2 separate regions of the Lactuca sativa genome follow, and region 1 is linked to region 2. Evidence: chromatin contacts called from public Hi-C data. All regions are on one chromosome and are shown on one strand. The core of a region is the stretch at or near the end of the contact, and the rest is flanking DNA. Distances in the headings are between cores, read along the strand shown. Region 1 holds the start of LOC111878849 (fasciclin-like arabinogalactan protein 7). Region 2 holds the start of LOC111918705 (exopolygalacturonase).

Region 1 (3,429 bases), core at 522-3,021, 210 kb before region 2:
CGCACCTCCACACGCTCCACCCTATAATCCGGTCAGAAGAGGAAGGCGATGATGAACTCGCAGCCTTTCCCTTTCCTTTCCCACCATCTGCTTCTGGAGCATCAGCAACCGGAGCAATATCTGGCACCGGTGCCGGAGCAGGTGCCGGAGGAGGAATATCAGTTCCGAAAATGGCTTCAGGAAGGAGCACCCAGTCCACCTGGTAAATGGCAACAGGATCCGTCGAATGCACACTGCTGCTCACTTTTGTGTTAGTCCAACCGGACCCAATACGAACGGTGCCGGAGGTATCTGTGAAGTTCAGCGTGTACTGACCTCCGGCGAGCGTGTTAACAGGGCCGGCGCCGCTCAGGTTCTTGAAGTCTGAAAGCGAGTAGTAATGTGGCAGCGCGTGGAAAAGACAGAGCTGTTTGAGCTGATCGGCGGTGAGGTTTGACAGGGAGGGTTTTTTCAGGGAAGTAAATGCTTTGTCTTTGGGTACAAACAGAGTGATTCCTTCTTCTGTGTTGTTGGCTTGATTTTGTAGGGTTTCGATGACTTTGGTTGATTCAAGGTATTTAAGGAAGGTAGAGAAAGGACCAGCGACGCTCAGGAGCTCGGTGAGGTTAACGTAGTCCGGCGCTGGTGCCGGTGCCGGAGTTGGTGTCAAGATAATCGGCGGTGACTCGGCGGCCAATGTTGCTGCTTGTGCATATGCAAACAGGAGTGTGGTAAAACACATGAAAATCTTGATCGAATCCATGTTCTTCAAGACCTCAATCAACACCAATCCTGCAAACAGAAAAACCCATTCGACAAATTGATCATGGAAAGAAACGGTGTTTGACTTTTTCAAGTCAATCGAGTTGCTTCTTGAGTTGAGAATTTATAAAAATTGTTTCAATTTTCTCTAATAGCAGAATGATAATGAACTAATTTAAATAACAGGAATCAAAATGGAAAAATTTGTAGCTAATAATTCCAACGCTAGAAGATCTTATGACAGAATTTAATGGTTTTGACTTTCGAAAATTGGACTTCACTTGAGCAAGTTGTATCATATGTTTGTGAAGTTACAAAATTACCCTCTAATTAAAACAGAGTTTACCAAGAAATGAGGAGATACGATCGGAAGAAACAGGTTCAAAATTTGTTCGTAAGATCAAATCTTTCCTTTCCTGGTGATTTTCAAATTCAAGAAAACAGATCTACTACCTAAAAAGAACAAACTAGTTGAAGAGTTTAAGATCGAAATTCTTGAATCGATATGAAGCCAAAGATCCAACATCAGAGATCAAAGATCCCATCTCCAATTATTAAAAAAAACCAACAATTTGATTTGCATTTCAAGATCAAAGCTTCGTTTATCAGCAACACACTACTGAAATAATCAAAGAAAACTTGCAAGACAGAGAGTAGCTACACTCCACATTCAACAATGTGCTTCGTAAAGATAACATACATATACATACACACATACATACAGATGCAGATCTAGATCTATTCATGAAGAAAAAGCAAAAATCGGTAATAAAAAGCAATACCCACTTCAATTATACAAACAATAACACAATGCAATCATCAAATCTGATACGATTATTGAATTGCGTGAATCGATTGAGAGGAAAAAGACTGACCGTTGGCAGGAAATACTCAGGGAGAGAAGGGGAGAGTAAAGGTGAAGTAAGATGATAATGCACTGGAGAGTGGAATGTATGAGAGAGTATAAATAAGAGGGTTTTCTTAATAAAACTACCATTTATTGAGTGGCATTTGGTACAAGTCAAGAGAACAAGCAAAAGTTCGTAAAGTCTACACAAATTTAAAAAAAAAAAAAAAAAAATGGTTTGGTGTCACATTCCTATAATCTTATATGACATTTATGAGAAACAAACAATTAAATTTTAATCTGTGAGGAATTACAGAGTTCATAGAAAGATTTAATACCTCGGATCTATGACGATAGTACAAATTCTTTTAGTTAAGATTCAGTTTTCAATATTTTTTTGATTCTTTGTAAAATTGCTTGTGTTTTTATAAATCATGTGAATTAGTGAATTGCGTCAATCAATCTTGTATATTTTTAATATAATCATGGTTTTCTTTTATAGCATGTGTTACTTATACATAATGAGACATTGCTTCTGTTTTACATACTAATTCTCTATGTTTAACGAAAAAGTAATAATATAAGAGGCAAATATCAACCGACAAATGAAGTACATAAGTTAATGTTTCTTCATTTTGTCTTTTAGAAATACGATTCCTCCTTAATAATGATAGTATTAGTTTTGACGTGTAATTATTATAGTGTTTCAATATTGAAGGTGGGCTTTCTCAATCAAAGAACTCTCTCAACTAATTCACCTATTTAAAATCAAATAAAACAAATAGTGTTTGAAATGTCCGATCTTGCACTCTACCCTACCACCGTCACAAAATCTTCAAATGAGGTGGATTTTTTTTTTTTTTTTTTTTTTTTTTTTTTTTTTTTTTGATTTTTCTTCGAGTGAGGGGGTGTTGTTGGGATTAAGATGAGCCCTCCTATATTGGCCAAATTACAATTTTCATAGGTAGGCTTGGTTGGTTACATTTTTTTTAATAAAATGGACAAAAGCCTTATTGGCACGACTTCGACAAAAAATAGCCCCACAATTAATTTTTTTTTTTTTTTAAAAATAACCATATATTTCATAACGAAGTCTACAAAATTCACATGTCGTTTGTGCCATAAGGTTTAGTATTGGAGCTGCTATTAAATTTTGGATCTTATTGGGAAATTACCTAGTTTGAAAATCGTTTGTCGGTTTCGTGTCAGTAGGTTTCACAATAATACTGCAAAATAATCCTTACGAAATGGATTTTTTTTGTACAAAAATAAATGTAAATGTAATTTTCACATTGATATCCAAGCCTTCAACAAACATTCTTACCCAAAATGAGTGCATAAGGGCGGAGTCAAATTTTTTTTTTTAAGATGTTCCTTATAAAATAATTGAAATATATATATATATATATATATATATATATATATATATATATATATATATATATATATATATATATATATATATATATATATAGAGAGAGAGAGAGAGAGAGAGAGAGAGTGTGTGTGTGTGTGAGAGAGAGAGAATTACAAAAAAATGGTCTCTTAAATATATATATATATATATATATATATATATATATAATGCACTGGGATCGAACACTTCTCGTATGATCAAAGATATAGTGTCTTGCTGCTGAACTACATGTGTTTATTGACTAACTTACACCTAAATAATATCATATTTCTATATGCAAAAAAAATGAAATTTTTTGGGTGGCCTGGGCCTACCCTGGTCCTAAGGTGGCTCCGCCCTTGTGCATCTACCAAGTTATTTGTAGGTATTTGGATTGAAGTGTTGTGACACATAATCAACATCATTAATTAGGACCAAATATGAT
Region 2 (3,952 bases), core at 1,269-3,768:
TACAATTCAAGGACTTAAATCACTTGACATTTTCAACATCGAATATGGTCAAAACTTTATTCCCTTAAAACCCAAGACTTTATTTGATCAATTATGGGTTCGTTAACCCGAAATTTGAAGTCACAGGATGACCATTTTTACAATTTGAAACCATTTTGGATAATAATAATAAAATATGACACGTGGAATATTGTGCACTTTTCTCCAAAAAAATAATAATAATAAAGAGATTTTAGTATAACTTAAATAAAAAGCCAAACAAACAAACAAATCGTATGAAAATTGAATTTTTAATTATCATTTTTGATTGTCTAATGACGGTATACATACACTGACCAGAAATAATATAAAACAACAATGATATAACCGATACACGAATATTCACGCACAAACTGCATTTGGTCATCTAGTAATTAATCGATTACAATCATACCGCCACTACTTAATTACACGATGAAACAGAGCAGCGATCATCAACGGCTAACTGCTGCTATCGGCTTCGCCACCTTTTTCTTTAAAGGGTTCTACTGGTGCTGCACATGCCTCGGGGATGATTTTTCCGGTGGTCATTGGTTTCACGTTTTTACACTCCGAGATGGCACCTGCTCCTTCTTTTCCCTCGTATTTCAAGTCGATATCAGCCAACTCCACCTTCTCGCATGGTATGTCTTTGCTGCACAGTAGCCTAATCGCTGCTTTTGTGGAAGACGTACCCCTGATTCCTTTAAACGAAACGTCTGCAATTTTCACCTTTGAGGAGTTGGTCTGAGCAAGAACGAAAAGTATTAAATGAAATGTGATCAGAAGAGCTAAAAGTCTTGTAGAAAGGAATTGAATTGAAGGATTAATAACGTACCTCAGGTTTACAACCGACATAAGGGCAGTATTCTTGATCGATTAATATAGGGTTTCCGACATTTTCCATTTGAACATCATCGAAATGCATGTTGACTGCTTTTCCAGGTGGTGAACCAGGCCACGTCTTGATCCGGAGACCATTATCGGTGCCGGTCATCGTGCAACCCTTGATAAAGATTCCGTCAATCGGTGCTTCATCCGGGTACTTACCCAGGCTTCCGATACTGATGCCATGTCCAGGTCCACATTTTATTTTCTCGATATGGATATTCGAGCTTCCATCACCAATGGAGACACAATCATCGCCTGTTTTTATAGTGCAATCGGTAATGTTGAGACCATTTGTTCTCCCGATATGCATCCCGTCTGTGTTCAGACTCTCCGCCGGTGCTTCAATCGTCACTTTCTCAACGGTTGTTCCGTCGCACCCAAGAAAATTCATGTGAAAGTGTTTGCTGTTCATTGATGTTATACCTCTAATGAACGAAGCCTTCACCATATCGAATCTGAAGTTCTGATCAAATTAATTGAAAAACAAATATCAATCAAATTAATCCAAGGACATATCATATCATATATATAATCAGGGATCTACTACATATACGTACATATGGTAAGTCGCACTTTCCGGTTTTGGCAGCGTTGTTTGTCTTCCAAGCCTCCTGGCCTTGTCCATCGAAGATACCTCCAGATAAAGTCATCTTATCGACATTTTTAAACATGATCCAACCTGGTCCTTTTATGCCGGTAGGATCCGATGGGGCTTTGAGGGTGGCTCCATTTGCATTTATCTCAATAGGGTTCTTGCATGGACCTGATAATGTAAGTGGAGAAGACACCATATATGTTCCCGGTGGGATCACCACCTGACATGGGTTTGGGGAATCACAAGCCTCTTTCCATGCAGTCATAATCGCCTGCATATATATATATATATAATGCATGCCCACAACAGATCAATCCAAATTTAAATGAATATTCATATGAAAAGAAGAAATTAAAAAGAAAAAACGTAACGTGTATGTATATGTGTTTATGTACGTACTTCTGCATCATTGGCGACGCCATCGCCCTTGGCACCTTTAGTTTTGACATCGATTGGCCCTGCTTTGGTTCTTGCGACTAGAAATCCTACAAAGAGAAACAAACCTATAGAAGTTGATGCAGCCATTTTTTTATATTTTTTATTTATTCTGTAACTTATTTTTAATAATCCAAATGGTCGAGGAATGTAACTAGAAATTATATGGAAGAGTATCTAAATGGATTTCAACGCCAATTTATATGAGGCTCTTAATCTATTTTTTGTCCTCCACACATTTAATCTCAGGTGAACAAAATTAGTAGGACCAACTTACGGTCAGATTTTCAGCTGTTAAATACTATTTGTCATTGAATTATTTTCAAGTTTGTAGTCATGAATTTCGATATTTTTTGAGACATGGGAGATGCCATCGATATCGGAGAAGTGGTCCAGATTCAGGCAGCAATCTATTTGAGTGCAGATTTGCTTGGATTATAGTTAGACTATGTTGAAGTGGAATTAGTAAACACGTGAATCGCTCATTCAATTGGGATTGGGGGACCTTAGATATAGTGATACTTTCCAAATATAACTGGATACAGAAATAATCGAAAACTCTAAAATATTTTATGTGTGTATATATGAGTCTAAATTCATATGAATACCGATTATATATATATATATATATATATATATATATATATATATATATATATATATATATATATATATATATATATATATATATATATATATATATAGAAGTAAGTTCAAATAAAAACAGTAAATAGTGTGAGAACGTAAAAACACTATGTTTATGTTATTATTCTGTAATGAATATTGTATATATGTATTGTTGAAGTAATTATAATATGAATATTAACATTTGATTAATCATATATTCATTATAAGGTTGTTATTCTATTATAAATTTATGTATGTGTATTTTTGTAGTAAATTCTAATTTTAGTTTTAACATGCGATTATTCATTTATTCATTGTTGAATAATGACATAAAGTTGTGGATAGAAAATTCATTATAGAATATATATATATATATATATATATATATATATATATATATATATATATATATATATATATATATATATATATATATATATATATATTATAAAGCATATTTAATTTTTCTTAAAATTTAAGAGTTACATTCTTGATAACTTAATATATAATTATGTTATGCACAAACCTTTCATCTATGAAAAAAACTAATTATGGTAAAAAATAATCAACGAAAATATTGAAGGAAAGAAACATCAATGATTTTTTTCTTTTTTAACGTGGGTATTATGTTTGCCCAAAGGTTGGGTACCAAATTTTCTAACATATCAGCAAGAAAATTTATAGTCATTGAAATAATCAAATAAGACTTTCTAAAAAAACCAATCATTGAAACAATAATAATTGTCGTCGTCCATTTGTGCAGGTATACACCTAGTGTGTGTGTGTATCAAGGTTGTAAAAAACTTTTGGCGATAGCTCGGCGTTAGATTGGAGTCAAGGGATTAACCGGCTAAGCGGAGACCATTAATTATTAATAAAAATGTTCAAAAATTAATAAATCCAACTTTAATACAATAATATAAATAAATAAGGATAAAAGTTTAATAACATTAACACATTACATTAAAAACAAATTAACACCTTAAAAAATAAAATATAAAATATAAATGCTTCAATATGTCTCCAAGCAATATCTCCAGCATACCTTTCAAATATACATATAGATTTAGGAACTATTTGAGGTACCCTATCTGGCCCACTCATATACCTATAAATATAAACCGAAATACTTGGACGATCTATTAAATTCATAAGTCTTACAACAGATCCACAAAACCCAAATTCACCTACATCTAAATATGTCCTGTAATACCATTCTCCAAACCATCTTAGAGGAAATGGAAAGCATGTGATTTCCGATATGTATAAGTTTCTTTTGAGATCAAATATTTCCATTTAGATCTTTTGAAGAGTAATCTAGTTTCTTGAAGTAGCTCAAATCCAAGCTGGGATTGCTATTTTTTTTTTGAACAAAGGTGAGGTGAA

Evidence for each region. A called contact is a pair of places that touch in the nucleus more often than the background predicts.
Region 1: a Hi-C map of leaf shows a contact between it and region 2, with 3 times the contacts expected there. The contact joins the promoter of LOC111878849 here to the promoter of LOC111918705 in region 2. A contact is called at or near these places in 2 of 4 Hi-C or Micro-C datasets (both in leaf).

The regions. Positions count from the first base shown.
Region 1 is chr5:274,197,244-274,200,672 of Lsat_Salinas_v11, reverse strand. LOC111878849 (fasciclin-like arabinogalactan protein 7) reads right to left here and starts at 1,771. Exons shown (of 2, transcript XM_023875336.2): 1 at 1,617-1,771; 2 at 1-771. The coding sequence starts at 742.
Region 2 is chr5:273,989,912-273,993,863 of Lsat_Salinas_v11, reverse strand. It overlaps LOC111918705 (exopolygalacturonase), which reads right to left and starts at 2,518. Exons shown (of 4, transcript XM_023914341.3): 1 at 1,904-2,518; 2 at 1,467-1,775; 3 at 857-1,372; 4 at 284-765. The coding sequence starts at 2,029. The coding sequence ends at 481.